4 separate regions of the Sus scrofa genome follow, and regions 1, 2 and 3 are each linked to region 4. A link is a contact called in public Hi-C and HiChIP or PLAC-seq data. All regions are on one chromosome and are shown on one strand. The core of a region is the stretch at or near the end of the contact, and the rest is flanking DNA. Distances in the headings are between cores, read along the strand shown.

Region 1 (4,572 bases), core at 1,170-3,669, 170 kb after region 4:
AAAGCTTTACTAAATTCTCGCCTCATTTTTTTTTAAAATTTATGACTATACCCACAGCATATGGAAGTTCCCCAGCCAGGGTTGAATCTGAGCTGCAGCTGTGGCCTACACTACAGCTGCTGCAATGCCTGATCCCTTAACCCACTGTTCTGTGTTGGGGATTGAACCTGTGCCTTAGTAGTGACCCAAGTTGCTGCAGTCGGATTCTTAACCCACCCCACCACAGATGGAACTCTTCACCTCACTTTTTTATGTGCGGAGGGCAAAGAATTGAGCGGTTTTCCACCCTCAAGGAGCCCACTGTCCATTTAACAATAAATGTGTGAACAAAAATAAATGCCAAAACCTCTGCAGTGTGTGACACGTGCTTTCCTGGAGGTATTAGGTATGTTGGGAGCAAATAAGAAGGCCTGATCTTTTCTGGAAGGGGAAGGGAAGCAGGCACTCAGAGGCTGCCAGGGAGACTGTTTTAATTTTAATTAAATTCCAATTTTAATTATGGTGAAATACACATGACCTAAAATTTATCGTCATAGCCATTTTTAAGTGTACAGTTCAGTGGCTCTAAGTACACTCACCCTGCTGTGCAACTGTCACTACCATCCGTCCCCAGAATGCTTCAACTTGAAAAACTGAAACTACCCATTAGACAGTAACTCCCCAACCTCCCCTTCCCCACTCTGCCCCTGGCAATTCTTTTGCCTCTAAAATTTGACTGCCTCGGTACCTCCTATGAGTGGAAACTTATCATTTTTGTCCTTTGGTGACTGGCTTATTTCACTTAGCTTCATGTCTTCAAGGTTCGTCTATGTTGTATTATGTGTCAGAATTTCCTTCCTTTTTTTTGGGGGGGGGCAGCACCCTAAGCATGTGAAAGTTCCCAGGCCAGGGATCAAATCCAAACTGCAGCTGTGACCTATGCCACAGCTGCTGCAAGGCTGGATCCGCCACAGTGGGAACTGCAGAATTTCCTTCCTTTTTAAGTCTAAATAATATTCCATTGTATTTATACTCCACATTTTGTTATCCTTTCAGTCAATCGATACTTGGATTTCTTCTGCCTTTTAGCTGCTGTGAATAAAGCTGCTATGAACATGGGAGTACAAATATCTCTTCAAGTATCTGCTTTCAATTCTTTCTGGTATATATGCAGAAATAGAATCACTGGATCATATTCCTCATTTTGAGCAACCACCATATACTGTTTTTGACAGCAGCCACACCATTTTGCGTCCCCGCCAACAGTGCACAAGTGTTCCAGTTTCTCCACATCCTTTTCAACACTTCAGATGACTTGGTGTTCCATAATAGCTATCCTAATGGGTGAAGTGGTATCTCATTGCGGTTTTGATTTGCATTTCTTTAAAGATTAGCGATATCGGGTATGTTTTCTTGGGCTTATGGGCCATTCCTGGATCTTCTTTGGAGAAATGTCTATTCAAATCCTTTGCCCGTTTAAAAATCCTGTGGCGTGTTTTTTGGTTGTTGGTTCATAGGAGTTCTTTATATATTCTGGATAGCGACCCCTTATCGTGTAGAGTTTGCAAGTATTTTCTCCTGACCTGTGGGCGGCCTCTTCACTCTGTTATTTGTGCCCTTTGATGTACATCATGGAGGAGATTTTTAAGTGTTGGTAGAAGTCAGCCAGTTTGGGCAGCAGTGAAATGAGGGGAAGGTATTTCCATCAAAGGAAACAGCCAGTGTAAACACACAGAAGAAAGAAATAGCAAAGAGCAAGTAGTTGAGTCTTGCTAGAGCATGTGTGCAGGAGGTAGGAAGTGGAGAGAGGTGAGGCTGGACACACAGAACAATAGGCCAGCTAAGTGGCTTGGGTCGTGGTCCCAGGACTCCTGCCTCAGCATCAGCTACTAGGAGTTTGTTAAAAATGCACTGCTGTTGCCCCAGCCCTGACCTACTCTGGTGGGGGGCCTGGAGATCTGGGTTTTAACCAGCCCATGGGATTATTCTGATCTTCCGTCAAGTTTGAGCACTATTCCAGGGACAATGGGGAGCCACTAGGGGGCCGGGCTAGGCCGATGGAAAGATGACCTGCCGGTTCTTCAGGTTGGGGCGCCCCCATATGGCTTTACCCCATCGTCCTCCAGCCACCCCACCCGGCTGCCTCCAACTGCCCTCCCGCCCCCAGCTATCCCCCCCGGAGTGTGAGGCTTTCTGCTGGGTTGGGGTCAGGGGTCACGGAGGGGGCCCGCGCTGCTGCAGCCAGGCCCACATTCCTCTCACTTCCCGCCATTGTCCCGGGTTCCTGTGGCCGCGACTCCTCACTGGCCCGGCCGCCCTAAGGCCCCCGGGGGGTGATGACTCATTTCCTTTCTCCCGAGTGACATAATCCAGTGCCCAGCTCAGCAGACCTGGATCTCGGGCCGCTGGGAGCTTCCCGGCCGGCAGGGGGCGGCCGAGCCCGCCTTCCCCGGACGCGCGAGCAGAGCCGGAGCCCGCTTCCCTGGCCGCCCTCCACCCCCACCCCCGGGACCCCCTTCCCTGGCTGATGAGGAGCAGGGGAAGCAGAACAAGACCTCTGACCTTGCTCTTGCCTACCCTCTGCCCGAAATCAGACCCCGAACGGTCACAGATGGGGAAATCCGGACCTGGGAGAGGGGTGTGTTTTGACAAGGCAGAGCAGCCCATCCTGAGAGGCGCGGGACTGGAACTCAGCACTCTGGGCCCCCCAGGCCCGTGATTTTCCCTGCAGACACGCAGGTATTAATTTTTCCCTCCTCGCTGCCAACCTGCTCCCCCGTGATGTTTCCAGTACAAGGTTTGCAGACAATAATATTTCCCAGATTCGGATCATTTCTGGGCCCTGAAACAGTGTCACCCCCTGGAAGCTACAGAAGCTGAGGGCTCCACTTGCTTCCCAGGTGGAGCCTGAAGTTACTGGGTGGTGACCCAGCCCCAGCGTGGACTGAGCACCCAGCTGACTGGCTTTGCAAGGAGGTGTCCCTCTGCGCCCAGTGCCGGCCCCTCTGGATGGGTGCCTCTCTCCTCTGCTTTCCCTCCAGGCTCCCAGGAGGCAGGGAGACTCATTCCAGTAAAATACCTCCCCTTCCCCCCACGGCTGACGTGGCGAAAGGACGCAGGAAATGATGGTCATTATTATTACCAGGTAAGGTACCTTATCTTGTTGCCTCAATTTCCTCACCTGTAAACTGGGTGTATAATAACGTACAGAGTTATTGTGAGGATTAAATGAGTTCGGACTCAGAAGATGCTTATAGCAGAGCTTGGCGTCTGATAAGCACTAGAGACTCTTCCAGAATTTGGGCTCCATGAAGGCAGAGATTCTGTCTGTTGTCTTTCTTTGGGCACTGCTGTATCTCTAACATCTAGAAAACTGTCTGGTGAAAACTAGGAACCCAGGAAATACTTGTTGAATGAATTGAATGAATGAATGAATGAGTGAATTTTAGCCATTACTATTGCCTAGGCTGATTTTACTCTAGGATCTAGGCCTGTCAGAGCAGGCCTGAAGGATTAAAGGGGAAGATTTTTTTCTTTTTTGTAATTTATTTTATTGAGATATAGTTTATTTACGATGCTGTATTCATTTTTGCTGTACAGCAAAGTGATCGAGTTATATGTGTATATATTCTTTTTCACGTTCTTTTCCATTATGGTTTATCACAGGATATTCAGTGTAGTTCTCTGTGCTGTGTAGTAGGGCGTTGTCATTTATCCATTCTATATATAATAGTTCGCATCTGCTAGTCCCAACTTCCCAATTTCCCCCTCTCTACCCCTCCTTCCCCTCGGCAACCACAAATCTGTTCTCTATGTCTGTGAGTCTGTTTCTGTTTCGTGGATAAGTTCATTTGTGTCATTTTTGTGTGTGTATCATATTTTAGATTCTGTAGGGATTCCGGTTGTGGCATAATGGGTTAAGGATCTGGTATAGGTGTGATATAGGTCACAGCTGTGACTCTGATTCCATCTCTAGCCGAGGAATCCCATATACTGTGGGTACAATGGAAAAAAAAGATTCCAATATAATCGATATCGTATGGCATTTGTCTTTTTCTGACTTAGTACGAGACTCTCGAGGTCCATCCACGTTGCTGCAAATAGCATTATTTCATTCTTTTTAATGGCTGGTAGTATTCCATTGTATATACACACCACATCGTCATATCTCTTCCTCTGTTGATGGACATTTAGGTTGTTTCCATATCTTGGCTGCTGTAAACGATGCTGCTGTGTACATAGGGGTGCATGAATCTTTTTGAATTATAGTTTTATCTGGATATATGTCCAGGAGTAGGATGCTGGATCATATGGTGACGCTATTTTTAGTTTTTTAAGGAATCTTCATACTGTTTTCTGTAGTAGCTGCACCAGTTGTCATTCTGGAGGGGAATATTCGTGAGGGTCTCTTTGCACTAGGGCTTCTTGGGAAGAAGTCGTCCTAAGAAAAGACTTTTGAAGAACCTAAGTTCAAGGGTAGGGCAAGGGGAAAAGGTGATATGGGGGATTGGAATCCCAGGAGTGGACAATTTCATGAATGTACCAGAAGGCGCATCAGCACAGTTAATCTATGGTGGCTTTATGACAGTGTGG
Region 2 (4,782 bases), core at 777-3,276, 160 kb after region 4:
CTTAGATGGGCTTGCCTGGAACTGACCCAAGGTGGCACTGGGCCAGGTGGAAGAGTTACCCAGTCAACTGATACTGATGCCACCGAAGGAACAGAGACAGTTCCCAGCCAAGGAGCGCCCAAGTCAAGAATAAAGGATCAGATCATTCTTACCATATTCATGGATTAAAAACTATACTTCTATCCCTCCACTTTCGAACATCTCTGGAAGTGGGATGTATTTTAGAATCAATCCTGTCTTCAAAAATTTTCTTTCTTAAGTGGACATACTAATGGTACAGATTACAATCAGTGGCATCCAGGGTTTGATGAAACACAAAACAGTGGAATTTATATACAATTAAAAGGTCCCATGGGGTGTTATAGAAATGTCAGGAGTAGAAGACACCAAAAACAGATGGTAACTGAAGGGTGAGACATAGGGAAGTGAAGGGATCCATGAGCCCTTCCTGAAAAATGGCTTGACAATGAAATTCAGTCAATGAAAATCTAATAAAATCGCAAAATAGCTAACATTTATAGACTTTTACTATGATCCAAGCATTGTCCTAGATGAGTAACCAGTATAATTTAATCACCATAACCTAATGAAGCAGATATTCTCACCCCCCCCCCTTTATAAATCAAGAAACTAAAGTATAGAGAGGTTCACTAACTTACCAAAACTGATAGTAAATGGCAGAGTCAGGATTCAGACCCAGGCTTTCTGACTCCAGGCCCTGAGTGGGGGGAAATGGTAAAAACACTCAATATGCAATTGAGCACAAAGTTCAATTTTGAGCTTTCAGGCAGGCAGAGCAAAATAGGTTAATCACATATATTTATTTTTAATTAAAAAAATGTTTTGGTCTTTTTAGGGCCACACCCATGGTGTATGGAGTTTGCCAGGTTAGGGGGTCGAATTGGAGCTACAGCTGCCAGCCTACGCCACAGCCACAGCAGCTCTGAGCTGTGTCTGTGACCTACACCACAGTTCACGGCAACACCAGATCCTTAATCCACTGAGCAAGGCCAGGGATCAAACCCAAGTCCTCGTGGATAATGGTGGGTTTTTTTAACCACTGAGCCACGACAAGAACTCCCTCCACACATATTTTTAAAGTAATGTCTTCATGACTTCATTGTTTTGAAAGATAAATGCTCATGATTTCTTAAAGTCAAGCTATATGGAAAAAATACAAAAATGACAATGCATACTATTCCTTCTCCCAGAAATAACATAGAAGATCCCATGCATGGTATCTCATTTTGCAACTGAGGGCGTAGGGGAGAGGGCAGAGAGAGAGAGATGTGGAGTGTCCATCCGGGACTTTTCTATAGAAAGTGGTTCACTTTGGCCTGTTTTTGGCACAAAAAATTACTGAAAGGCCACGGACATTGACATATCCTCAGACAAGGCCAAGGAAGAGTCTGGTTAGATACCTATAAGATCATAAGCTTCAGAGTCGAGAAATAACTTGCAATCTTTGCATTAAGTACTCTGTAGTTGTGTAACCTGGGGCAAGTCCCTTAGCCTCTCTGAACCTCCTTTTCCCAATCTGTGAAATTAGACTCATTGTAGTACCTAAACCCAGGATTATTGGGATTAATTGAGAGCAAGCCCCAAAAGCATTTAGTGTGGGGCCTAGTCTTTTATTATTATGCCTAAAAGAGCACACGTCCACAGCAGTAGGGACCTTGGGTGTTTATGATCATCCCCTTCCCCCAGGAGGCAAATGAGAGAATTTTTTAGTGTGTTCTGCGACGGTTTGGTTTTTAGGTTTTTTCCCCTTCCTTCCGTCCTTCTTTCTTTCTTTCTTGGGCCAGGGACTGAATCTGAGCCGCATCTGTGACCTTTGTCCCAGCTGCAGCAGCGCTGGATCTTTAACCCATCCTGCCACAGCGGGAACTTTGTTTTTACTTTAGTTTTGTTTTGTTTTCCTAAAAGAAATGCCAAAGGTCTTAAACGCAGCCACACCCCACTGTGGGCCTCCAGTGAGCAGTCAGATGATCTGGGAGGGTTGGGACCACAGGCAGAGAAGTGGAACTTGGCTGCCTGCCCCCCAAGACACAAGCCCTGGAGCCCAGGGAGGAGCCTCCTTTCACTGGAGGGGAAGGCAGAGAGTCTGTGGGTCGGGGTGTGGGAGTAAGAGGGGAGGCTGCGGCCCCAGATACTCAGGCTATGGGCAGGGACTATCAGAAGAGACTGATAGGAGTTGCTGTTATGGCTCAGTGGTAACCCCACTATTATTCACGAGGACAAGGGTTTGATCCATGGCCTCACTCAGTGGGTTAAAGATCCGGCATTGCCGTGAGCTGTGGTGTAGGTCACAAACCAGGCTCCATTCTGGCGTTGCTGTGGCTGTGGTGTAGGCTGGCAGCTGTGGCTCCAATTTGACTCTTAGCTGGGAACCTCCATATGCCGTCGGTGCAGCCCTAAAAAGACAAAAAAATAAGAGACTGATAGTCCCTGTCAGGCCTGATTCCTGCCTCTGCCCAAGCAGTGGCTGTCCATCATGGCTTCCTTGACATCCTGTGCCTCCCTCTATCTCAGCACCTGTCAACCACACACTCATTCATTCATTCCTGCCTTCCTTCTTGGATTCTTTTACTCATTCACTCACTCAGTGTGTCTTCAGCATTTGCCATATGCCAGACCATGCTGGCACTGGGGAAACCAAGACACAGCTCCTGCCCTCAAAAAATCCCAGTCTAAAAAACAGACAAGGGAGCTCCCTGGTGGCCTAGTGGTTAAGGACCTGGTGTTGTCACTGCTGTGATGTGGGTTCAATCCCTGGCCTGGGGAACTTCAACATGCTGTGGGCATGGCAAAAAATAAAAATAAAAATAAAAAGCAGGAGTTCCCTTCGTGGGTCAATGGTTAATGAACCCGACTGGGATCCATGAGGATGCAGGTTCAATCCCTGGCCTCACTCAGTGGGTTAAGGATCCCGCATTGCTGTGGCTGTGGTGGAGGCTGGCAGCTGTAGCTCCAATTGGACCCCTAGCCTGGGAACTTCCATGTGCCCCAGGTGTGGCCCTAAAAAATAAATAGATTAAATTTTAAAAAATAAAAAGCAGACAAAAACAAACCTGCAAAATTAAACAGCTAAGGAAAAAGACCTCATAATTGCTATAATGGGCCACAGGCATGATCGCTATTCAGGGCCTTTTTTGCTGAGTTTATCACTGGAAGCAACCCAGCTGGCTGACAGCAAAGCCTGCAGCCAAACTGCCAGGGTGGATACCCCTGATCTCTCTAACTAGCTGTGGGACCTCAGGCAGGAACCGAGGCTCTCTGTGCCTCAGTTTGGCTGTAAAATGTAGATAATAGGAGTTTACATCCTCAGAGGGTTGTGATGAGAATTAGAAGAACTAAGACCAGAATGGGGCCCGGCATATCGCACAATATAAGTGTTTATTTTCCTTTTTTCTTTGTTTTTTTTTTTTTAGCTAAAAAGAAAAGGAAGGGAAAGAGAGTAAAGCTCTAAACTCCTTTCTTTAATTAACAGCAAACTTTTTTTTTTTTTTTTTTTTTTTTTTAGGGCTGCATCCACGGCATGGGGAGGTTTCCAGGCTAGGGGTCTAATGGGAGCTGTAGCTGCCGGCCACAGCCACGGCCACGGCCACGGCCACAGCCACAGCCAAGCGGGATACTAGCCGCGTCTGCGACCTACACCACAGCTCTCTGCAACGGCTGATCCTTAACCCACTGAGCAAGGCCAGAGATCGAACCTGAGTCCTCACGGATACTAGTCAGATTCGTTTTCCGCTGAGCCATGACGGAAACTCCAACAGCAATCTTTTGAAGTTCCGACTACCTGGTCTTTGTGGCAAAACCGCCCGTATTCCTTGGCTTCCTCCTTACCTCTCAGGAGCCGGCCCTCCGAGTGCTCTGAGAGACGGCCTCCGCGGCTCGAGTCCTCAGAATGTCCGCGAAAGAACATAAGTCTCAACTTTTAAGTTGTGCATTTTTTTCTTCAGTTACCACAGGCCGCACAGAAGTATGTTCCCAGCTGAAGACCACTGATCTGGTTCAAACCTTTTAAATTTTACTCCACTCAACTTATCAAGATAAGGTGAAGTCGGCAGAAGAGCCCAGACTGGGAAAGTGAGGGGCTGTTTGCTTTCACTCCCCAGGAGTCCCCACAGCAACCGGGACCCTCCACAGGAGGGGCAGAGTGCCAGAGCGCACGGAGGCCGCTGGGAAAGCACGGAGGCTGCCGGGAAACCAGGAGGATGCTGGGAAACCATGTGGGGCGGTGTTGCTGTCCTTCCCGTGCCCTCCCTACCCCGCTGCCTCTTCCACTTCAAAGCACACTCTCTGGTCCCCTTCTGCAGAGCAGGTACGCATCGCCAGGCTTGCTCCTTAGCAGTAGTGCCTGCCCATGGGCAGAGCAAGCGCCGTGAGACAGAAGACTTTCAGTGACTGAAAGATTGAAGGGAGAGATCAAGAAAGCTTTGGGGGGAGTTCCGGAAGATCCAGTCATAGTGAAACGAATCCAACTGGGAACCATGAAGTTGCGATTCGATCCCTGGCCTCCCTCAGGGAATTAAGGATCTGACGTTGCGGTGAGCTGTGGTGTAGGTTGCAGACGCGGCTCTAATCCTGCGTTGCTGTAGGGCGGCAGCTATAGCCAGTTGGATCCCTAGCCTGGGAACCTCCATATGTCCCGGGTGCAGCCATAAAAAGCAAATAAATAAAATAAAATAAAAGGAAAGAAAGGCTTTTTGGAATTTCCTTTGTGGCTCAGTGGGTTAAGAACCTGACATAGTGTCCATGAGGTTGCAGGTTCAATCCCTA
Region 3 (4,722 bases), core at 1,952-4,451, 130 kb after region 4:
ATGGCAGGTGGAAGTTCCCAGGCCAGGGATCAAAACTGAGCCACAACAGTGACAACATCGGATACTTAACCAATAGGCTACCAAGAAACTCTGCCAAGATCTTGTTTTCTATAAGATTTTGATCTTTCAATTTGGCAGTAAGCTGAGATTACTATGTAGAAAAATAGTCTAACACATATCTTACGCTTAGTACCATACAATCTATTGTCAAACTCTGTTCTAAATGCTTTTCTTGCATTAACTCGCTTAACTCTCAAAACTATGCAATAGGTATTATTGCTATCTCCATTTTGCAGATGAGAAGATTGAGTTATAGAGAGGCTAACTAGTTTGCCCAAGGACACACAGCTCGTAAGTTTTAAAAAGACTAGAAGGAAATAAACCAAGGTATTGATGGCTCTTTAAGGTGTGAGGGTATAAAGGATTGTTAAAAGAGATGACAGGAGGAGTTCCTGTCGTGGTGCAGTGGTTGATGAATCCGACTGGGAACCATGAGGTTTCGGGTTCGATCCCTGGCGTCACTCAGAGGGTTAAGGATCTGGCGTTGCCGTGAGCTGTAGTGCAGGTCGCAGACGTGGCTAGGATCCCGTGTTGCTGTGGCTGTGGTGTAGGCCAGCCGCCACAGCTCCGATTCGACCCCTAGCCTGAGAACCTCCATGTGCCACGGGAAGCAGCCCCAGAAAAGACCAAAAAAAGAAAAAGAAAAAAAAGAGATGAACAGGACAAACTCTTGAACTAAGACAGTGGCAGCTGAGCTGGAAAAGAGAGGACAGACTCCAGAACAGTTTAAGAGAAAATACGGGCAAGGCTTGTGGATTGATTGATGCCATATGGGGTTGAAGGAAAGGGAGAAGAATCTAAAAACACTCCAGCAGAGTTCCCATTGTGGCTCATCGGAAAAGAATTTGAGTCCATGAGGACTCAGATTTGATCCCTGGCCTCACTCAGTGGGTTAAGGATCTGGCCTTGCTGTGAGCTGTGGTATAGGTCGCAGACGCGGCTCAGATCCCGCCTTGCTGTGGCCATGGTCGGCAGCTACAGCTCCAATTGGACCCCTAGCCTGGGAACCTCCATATGCTGCAGGTGTAGGCCTAAAAAGACAAAAATCTAAAAAAAAAAATAAAATGAAAACACTCCAGTTTCTGGCTTGGGTGACTGGATGGACGCGATCACTAAGGTAAGGACTATAAAAGACAGAGCAGCTTTCAGAGAGAAGATGATGTTTTCAGTCTTGACATGTTCAGCTTTATTATAAGTATTTGAACATGCAAACTTGAAGCTCAAGAAAGAAGTCAGTTCTGGACTTGAGAGTCTTCACATAAAGCTGGTAGTTAAACCCCAAAGAGAGGTTGTCATAACCTAGGGAGAGCGAGGAAAAGAAAAAAGTTGTGGAAAACGACAGAGAATCTCAACTTTATGGGATATACAGGTTTGATATTAACACAGCAAACACGGATGTGAAGTGCTAGGTATATATTTGCTTCTCAAGCTAGGCTTCATTTCTGAGAGACAAGGCAGCTTGGAAGTGGGACAGGGCAGTCAAACAAGCTTGGGTTGAAATCAAACACCTTGTCACTCAGCAACTCTGTGACTACTTTAAAGTTACTAATTGTCTGTAAAACATGAGTAATGAATACACTACTCATACTGGCGTGGATATTAAATGGGTTAATCCACAGAAGCCCTTATATGGCACAGTACCTGACCCAATAAATATTAGACAGTATCACTAATGAGTACATAAATCATTAAAATTATTTTTCATTCCATTGTCATACTTTGCCAGTTGAGAAATGGTCTGGAAGTCTGTTGGCTAGCAGTAATAAATTACAATGGAATTAAACAATTGTATGAAAAAGCCACCAAAACAATGCAGGCACTTAAAGAACTGGTATTTCCCATGACTTTGTAACAGTAGATACAGTACATGTGAAGAGAGGAAATAGCAGTTGGTTTAAAGAATCAACAGGGACTGATAGAAATGTTGCTATTGAAGATACTAGACTGCACTATTTTCTTTTGTTCTACTCTAGATATTTGACAACTAGCCTCAGTGTATGGCACAAAGTAAGCCATCAATAAATATGTTGACTGTATGTGACAAAAAAAAAAGGAGAGGGGGATGATTTCTTGTACCTGTTATTAAATATTTCACTATTGGAAGACTTATCCTTATGCAAAGAAAAAGATGAAGAAGTCATGCTGTAGGTGCTGTCATTTGAGATCTCTCGAAAGAGTCTGGCTAGGCACAACTCCTCTCCCATTGGTGTCTGTTGCATATTTGAAATTCCCAGCCTTAGACGTCTTCCTTTGGAACTAGGTTTAATGCCCACAGAAGAACCCATTAAAATGCAAAGATATCGTCTTTGAATGGAACCAACTTGGCTTTTGGCAGATACACACACATTTATCAGCACTGCAGTGTAAATAGCTAGCTGCCTCCCAGAGGCCTAGACCTTGGAAAGCAGCCTTGCAGAATGGGCCGCTTCTAAGCAGACACGGTGGGATCTGCCTCGGCTAGTGGTCAGGACACAGCCGACCGCCAGCCTCGCTGCAGCCTCCGGGCAGGCCGGCTGCAGGGATTAGCCAGGACGAAGGCAGCCCCAGGAGGCCTTGTGGTGGGGCAGGACACCATCCAGCCCAGGTCTCCCCCTTCCTCAAGCCGGGTCACTTCGGCCCTTCCAAAAATCTGCTAGCTCTCATAAGAACGCTCACGGCCGGACATGTGGTACAGAGCGATGTCATCTCATTGTTTTCAACAGTGCCACCCCCAGTTCCCTGCCATTTGAGGGCCGGGGAAGAGGCCAAATAGAATTGAAGTCTGGAATGCCTTTTTTTGTTCTTTTCAGTTCAGTCAGCTTAAATGCCACGCAATCTTTACACTGTGGGCTAACGTGTATTACACAATTCTCTATTTGCCTTTTTAAAGGCGCTTCAAGTTATAAACACCATGCTGGGCCCCCGGCCGAAAAAAGAGACGCAGTTAAAAGCAGTCAGTAGGCTCCAGCCCGGCGTTTGGGCCTGGACTGGGGTCGCACCCCTCCTCTACCGCCCCCGCCCTCTTCCGGCTCCCAGGTCCAGTCCCCAGGACAACGCCCTAGAGCACCCGGCGGGAGGGCGGGGCACCAAGCCTTGGCCGTCACGTCCCGAACGTCGGGAGGCGGGGCATAGCGCTTTTACGTCACCAGACCCCGCCCCGCATCCCTGATATTAACCGCGCCGACCGCCATTTTGTCTCCAGTGTCTCGTTTGCTGTCCGCGGCGTAGAGGGAAGTGTCTGACTCCGTGGGCGTGAGGCAGGGAGCAGGGGCTATTGTTTGTGTTTCACGCCGTAGTTTGGTCCGAGGCCTCCGGAGCTTTCCCGGGGCAGTCGGCAGAAGCCGCCGCGACCGCCCCGCCCCTCCCCTCCGTCCCTGGGACCGGGAGGGACCCAGACCGCGTCACGCCCCTCGGCGCTCAACCTTCCCTTCTCTGTCGTTGCGTCCGCATCGCTTCCCCGGAATCGGACGGTACCCCATAGATGGCCAGCTTTCCCCCGAGGGTCAACGAGAAAGAGATCGGTGAGGAATGGGACGATGGGCGAGGGGTGCCGGTGAGCCCGCGGGAGTTTAGGAGAGGCAGGGACTCTCCCGAGGAGGCTCTGAGTCTGAGGAAGTGGAGTGAGCCTGAGCCAAGCCTTAGAGCGCAGAGGGAAGAAGCGGCCCTGTGAGTGGGTGTCGTTGAGGGTAAATGGGTTCAGCCTTGATGCCGCGCCTACTGTGCGCCGGGCACGGCGGAAGGCAGTGCGCGGATCTTAGAGGCAAAGAGATTCTGGGCGCCGAGTGGAGGGCTGTAGTGATCATGTGGCCCGGGATGGATACACACTCGTGGGGATCCTAGCTGTCTCATCGGAGGTCTGCGCAGGGCTGTTCTGCAGGGATTCTCTTGGCTCGGGGGTTGGGGCCTGGAGTGGGCCGGAGCGGGCTGGGTAAGTCTTCGGGACGCTTACAAGTTTCCAGTGGGGAAAAGTACACTTGTGTGTTCTGAGCTGTTATGAAAGGATGGGTCTTCGTGTATACCAATCACTATAAGGGGAAGTGCAGCCGAAGAGCTGCCTTCAGCCTGGAAAAAGCAATATATATATATATTTTTTTTTTTTTTTTTTAATTGGTGTGGCGTTAAGAAAGGCAGCAGGCGGCTCAGGGGAGGAGTCTCAGTTATCTTTCGTGCACTTAAGAGTTGGGAGGAGCAGGGTGGTTGGGTGGAGTGACCGAAGAAAAGCTCATCTACGGAGGAGCAAACTCTTGAAAAGGCTGTCTAGAAACGCTTAGCGGCCAGCCCTGCCGAGCTGAAAACCGGCTGATAGATGTTGGCGGTCCTGTGTCAGGACGTACCCAGTGGCTCAGTGGAAAACACCTCACATTTTTTTAAGTCCTCTCACAAGGTGAAATAACTGGAACAACTTTGGGGGAAGTTGGGGGTGCTAATCATTGATTGATGTGTTACTAAACATTTAAACTTAGCAAGTCAAGTTATACACCTTATTTAAATATATGCAGTTTTTATTAAAATAGATTTAGCATCTCCCCACCCTTTCTCAAAGCCCAGCACTGAAATTACCGCTGTTAAATAAATGAAAATTGGAGGTAGCTACTGAGCTGAGAGCCTTTGCATTTCCTTATTCTTCAACTAAATGTATGCCTTTATTAAACACTGGCAGGAGGTATTTCCAGAGAAAGGGAG
Region 4 (4,497 bases), core at 854-3,353:
TCTTTTCTATCAAGGTCTAAATCTAAGGCTCTATATATTACAATCCAATATATGCAGGAACATTTCATTTCCTCAAATAGACTAGTAGCACAGTGGTTTAGATACTTTTTGGTTTGGAAGCAGAAGGATGGGTGAAAGAACTCCTTCAATTCTCTGACAGCTTCATAATTCTATTTTATCTCAGTAGCTTCTTCTCAAATTTTTTCTCAATTCCTCTGCGTATTCCTAAATACTTTTTGGTTAGTTCAGAAACACTGCAAGAAAATGTTTATGGATCAAGTAAAAGTGGAGCCCTCCTCCCACCTCCATTCAGCTCATAATCAGTCTTATGATTATATCCAGTAAACAAAATAGATTGACTCAATCTTAAGCAGTTCCTCATCACAGGAAGCCCATGGTAGAACTGCAGCTGCAAAAAGCATCCCCTAAGACCATCCCTAACTACCTACATACATCAACACAAAGTTAAACTAAATCCTACTGACAAAAGGCCATGGGTGCATTCATTCCAATCAGCCCCAGGATTTAGAGTTTGAAGCTAAGGGAATAAAAAGGCATCTCCCCAAACTATGAAACTTTTTTTTTTCCCATCTCAAATATTCTCAATGAAAGTTCTCGTCAACCAAGAGGTGAGAGCTAAAAACAAAAACAAAACACTAGCAGAATTACCAGCTCCAGGACCACTTCCCAGCTGTCTTTGCTTGCTGTTGTCAGTGGCTCAGATGCAGTTTCCCACTTTCCTTTCACTTTCCTCCCCTTAATCCCCAAGATTCCCACTACAGAAAGCAATATTCACATTCTCAGACCGCTGGCAAAAAACGCGGGTGGGGTGGGAGGTGGAGACTGCAACTACCAAAGAAGAGGGGGAAAAAAGAAAATATTTCAGAGGGAGGGGGGAACTAGAACCAAGGTTTCCACTGCCAAAAGCAATGTAAAAGCTAGCCTGGTATCATCAGGATTTGGGGGGACGCCCGCGTAGGGCATCAAAAAGATGTGCAGTGTGTGTGCACTTGGAGCTCTCCGGGCGGGCTGAGACGATGGAGCAGAAAGTAAGAAAACCTATGCTTTCCCTGCTTTCTTCCAGTCTTCCCCTCCAAGAGAGGAAGCTAAAGAAACTGGGGGAGGGGCGAGATGTTACTGTTCTTCCATTGGGGGTACACAGGTCGGGCCTTGGGGTTCCTTCAGCTACTTTCCCCCAGTTAGGAGGACCACTGAATAAGAGGAAACCCCTAAATGTTACCCAGCTCCGTCAACGAAAAAAAAAAAAGTAAGAGGGGATGATTAAATCCAGATGGAGAGCCCCAGAAAGCGCCCCCAGGTCACTCATCCCTATTAGCAAGCGGAAGGGCTGGGATAAAGAGGATGGAGGGTCGGGGGGGTGGTGAGGGAAAAGGCCCCACCCCCCCGACTTAGGAGGGAAGGGGAGCCCGAGCCACCAGCCGTCCCCTTCTTCCCCGCACCTCCCCCTAGGCCACCCCCACTTATCCCCCCAGCCTTTCCTCTGGAGCCCGAGGCAGCCGCGGGGGAGGCGGCCGCTCCTTCCTCCCCTCACCCACTCCGTCCCCACCCCCACTCCGCTCCCACCTCCCGCTTGCCACGGGCCCGTTACCTGCTCGTCGAAGCGGCTGACCACGGCCTGGACCCATTCCACCGGCCTGTGCGCGGCCATGTCCTCCCCGCGACCGGGGGGCGGCGGAGGGACCAGGCGGCCGGCGCCCAGGGCCGGGAAGAGGGCGGGGAGCGGGGGCTGAGGTGAGGGGAGAGACAAGGAGGGGGTCTGAGGAGTGTAGGCTCCGAACGTTCCCACGGGGGTGGGGATGGGGGGCCTGCGCCCCACCGGGAAGGGGAGAGGGGAAGGGGGCGTTGGCGAAGAGGCTGGGGGGAGGGGGGGCGGGGAGGGGGGATCCGGGGAGGGGAGGGGGCCTCTTGGTCGCTCTCCCCACTAGCGCCGTCTCCCCACAGCCATCACAGTCCGAGACGCCGCCATGACACCCCACCGGAAGTGGGATCCTTTCCACGGCCCGGGGAGAGGGAGAGCGAGCGAGCTCGAGATTGAGAGCGCGGCTGGGAAAGGGGAGGGGGAAGCGAGAGGGAAGGGGGCCTGCCGCGCATGCGCCCGCGCCGGCCGGTTTCATTAATGAAAAAGCGAGTCCTCCTGGAGGTGACGTCACCTAACTCCTCTGGGCCCGGAGGCGCGCGTCCCTCTTCGCCGCTGGGCTCAACTCGACTCCGGCTCCGGTTGCTGCTGGCGAGAGTCCAAGCCGACCGGGGAGCATCCGCTCCCATCCCACCGCCACCTCAAGATCCCCCTCCCCCGCCGGCCTCCGGGTTTGGATTGCTCCCCGGGTTGGAAGTTAGAGGCGCCCCGGGGCTAGCATTTCTCTCGCACGCAGGTCTCTGCCGCTAATTTTGCGAGAGACTGTGCTCTGCCTTAAGCTCTCGCAAAAGCTAAGGCACACAACCTTAGGTTTCCAGGCCCTTCGTAGCCACTATAGCCTACTGAGAAACAGGAAAAAGTAAAGCCAAAGGAGATTCGGTGTTTTTTGTTGTTTTTTTTTAACGTTCTCTTAAATCCCGGTGCTATATGGCAGTCAAAGAACTCAAGACTCCGGAATCCCAGTCCGGACTTCCTCTATTAAACTCATAGGCACCCAAGTTAATAAAACTTTTGCGCAGTTGATAACAGAAAGATTCAAGTTTCACCATCCTCAAAAAGCCTTTAAGGGTTTCGCATACATTATTAATTAAACACATTTATCATCTCATGTAATGAGCCTTTCCAATAGGTATCATTATCCTCATCTAATGAGGCTGGGTCACAAGAGGTTCCTTGATTTGCCTAAAGTCACAGAGTTGGTTGGTGGGTAGCAGAGTCAGGATGCAAACCCAGGTGGTTTGACCCCAAGGACAATAGAGACAGATTGTGGCTCTTCTGAAACAAAGGTGTTTCCTAAGCCCCCAATACAAGAGTTAAAATTATTTCATGTGGAATTGGGTCATTAAGGTTTTCCAGGAAGACAGTTATATCCAAACAATGGATGATCTATCTATATCCGACTGAACTTTGGAATGAGTTATTTTTAAATCCATCTTCCTCCATACATTTTACTTAGTCTAATGATAAAATGAGCTTACACATTCTGAGCACATACCAATTAAGAGCCCATTAGGCCACATGGCAGGATACTAACTGGGTGACAAGGCAGACAGTGAAACTAGAATTTTAATTTTGTCACAGAAAAATCCCCGAACCGGAGTTCCTGTCATGGCGCAGTGGTTAACGAATCCGACTAGGAACCATGAGGATGTGGGTTCGATCCCTGCCCTTGCTCAGTGGGTTAAGGATCCGGCATTGCCGTGAGCTGTGGTGTAGGTCACAGACTCGGCTCATCTGGCGTTGCTGTGGCTCTAGCGTAGTCTGGTGGCTACAGCTCCGGCTGGACCCCTAGCCTGGGAACCTCCATATGCCATGGAAGCGGCCCTAGAAAAGGCAAAAAGACCAAAAAAAAAAAAAATCCCGGAACCAATAGCACATATCCAGAAAAACATATCTGTGGGAGAAGTTTCCAATATCTGCCAGCTGGTAATTATCCAAAATACATATTAAGTTAATTAATATTTCATTCCAATAGAACAGGAGAACAGAGTCTGGATGGTTCTATTGTACATCCCTTAAGGATGCAACATGAATACTGACTAATTTCTTTTAGATGATGTCAGAAATGATGAGTGTGGAAGAAAAGGATGAATATTAAATCAATGCCCATATATGCCTTCCCCAACTAGGACCCCTAGAAAAGCTCTCAGACACTCCCCAGAAGTATCCCAATGCTTGCATTTCAGTGCTAAACTTCGAGACCCACAATCTGTCTTTCCTTTTCTCTTGAGGGTGAGAAAGTCCCTGATCACTTTCCTTTTGGCATGGCTTTTTTCCTGTCCTTTCCTCTCATCTTTGCTTGACTAGATGTAACTGCCGGAACCCTTGGCTCCCTTGCCTCAGTGACATTCCATTGCCAAAGTCCCTCTGCTTCCTTTTCCACTCCCCACCCTAACTCTCTCATAAGATACCCAAACTTCACTTTTCCCTCTGTTTGTCTCATTTCACTCAGGCTCCAGCCAGCATGACACTAATTTATCCCAATCAGCACTTGTCCTGGTGCCTCCCCTGAGTGCCAAGGCACTCATTGCACTTGGAGATCTAGACCTCACTCCAACTTCCTCTCCAATTAAATGTATTCAATTCCACTGAACCAATATCGAGTGCCTAAATGCCTATTATATATACCATGCATAGTATAGCAGGAATTCTAAATAAAAATGCCAAAGAAGTTCATACGCAGAGACTGGGGTGAACTATAGAGTATATTCCCTCATGTAAAAGGGCAGCTGACCCTCAATTCCCGCCATGCAGGAACCTTGACACAGTGTTGCTAGATCTTCCTTGGTTCCTCAAGAGAAGCTGGAGACCTGAATTTACATATAAAGTCTTCCAGTTTT

What was found. A called contact is a pair of places that touch in the nucleus more often than the background predicts. HiChIP or PLAC-seq counts read pairs in DNA pulled down with a chosen protein or histone mark.
Region 1: a Hi-C map of skeletal muscle shows a contact between it and region 4, with 5 times the contacts expected there. The contact joins the promoter of KSR1 here to the promoter of NF1 in region 4. A contact is called at or near these places in 1 of 5 promoter capture datasets (liver), 7 of 47 Hi-C or Micro-C datasets (alveolar macrophages, embryonic fibroblasts, heart right ventricle and 3 more) and 2 of 2 datasets of contacts at active chromatin or transcription factors (alveolar macrophages and skeletal muscle).
Region 2: an H3K27ac HiChIP or PLAC-seq map of alveolar macrophages shows a contact between it and region 4. The contact joins the enhancer-like site here to the promoter of NF1 in region 4. A contact is called at or near these places in 1 of 5 promoter capture datasets (liver), 7 of 47 Hi-C or Micro-C datasets (alveolar macrophages, embryonic fibroblasts, heart right ventricle and 2 more) and 2 of 2 datasets of contacts at active chromatin or transcription factors (alveolar macrophages and skeletal muscle).
Region 3: an H3K27ac HiChIP or PLAC-seq map of alveolar macrophages shows a contact between it and region 4. The contact joins the promoter of WSB1 here to the promoter of NF1 in region 4. A contact is called at or near these places in 3 of 47 Hi-C or Micro-C datasets (embryonic fibroblasts, heart right ventricle and skeletal muscle) and 2 of 2 datasets of contacts at active chromatin or transcription factors (alveolar macrophages and skeletal muscle).

Annotation. Positions count from the first base shown.
Region 1 is chr12:43,924,803-43,929,374 of Sscrofa11.1, forward strand. KSR1 (kinase suppressor of Ras 1) reads left to right here and starts at 2,420. Exons shown (of 19, transcript XM_021067472.1): 1 at 2,420-3,124.
Region 2 is chr12:43,907,820-43,912,601 of Sscrofa11.1, forward strand. No RefSeq gene overlaps it. Among named protein-coding and RNA genes, the nearest start is that of KSR1, 17 kb to the right of the region's middle. Within about 2 kb of position 2,027, at least 32 of the 83 cell types and tissues checked have an H3K27ac peak or open chromatin away from gene starts, as enhancers often do. A contact at or near this core is called in alveolar macrophages, liver and retroperitoneal adipose tissue, where this site is marked.
Region 3 is chr12:43,881,914-43,886,635 of Sscrofa11.1, forward strand. It overlaps WSB1 (WD repeat and SOCS box-containing protein 1), which reads left to right and starts at 3,202. Exons shown (of 9, transcript XM_021067462.1): 1 at 3,202-3,560. The coding sequence starts at 3,521.
Region 4 is chr12:43,752,102-43,756,598 of Sscrofa11.1, forward strand. It overlaps NF1 (neurofibromin), which reads right to left and starts at 2,104. Exons shown (of 59, transcript XM_021067460.1): 1 at 1,610-2,104. The coding sequence starts at 1,669.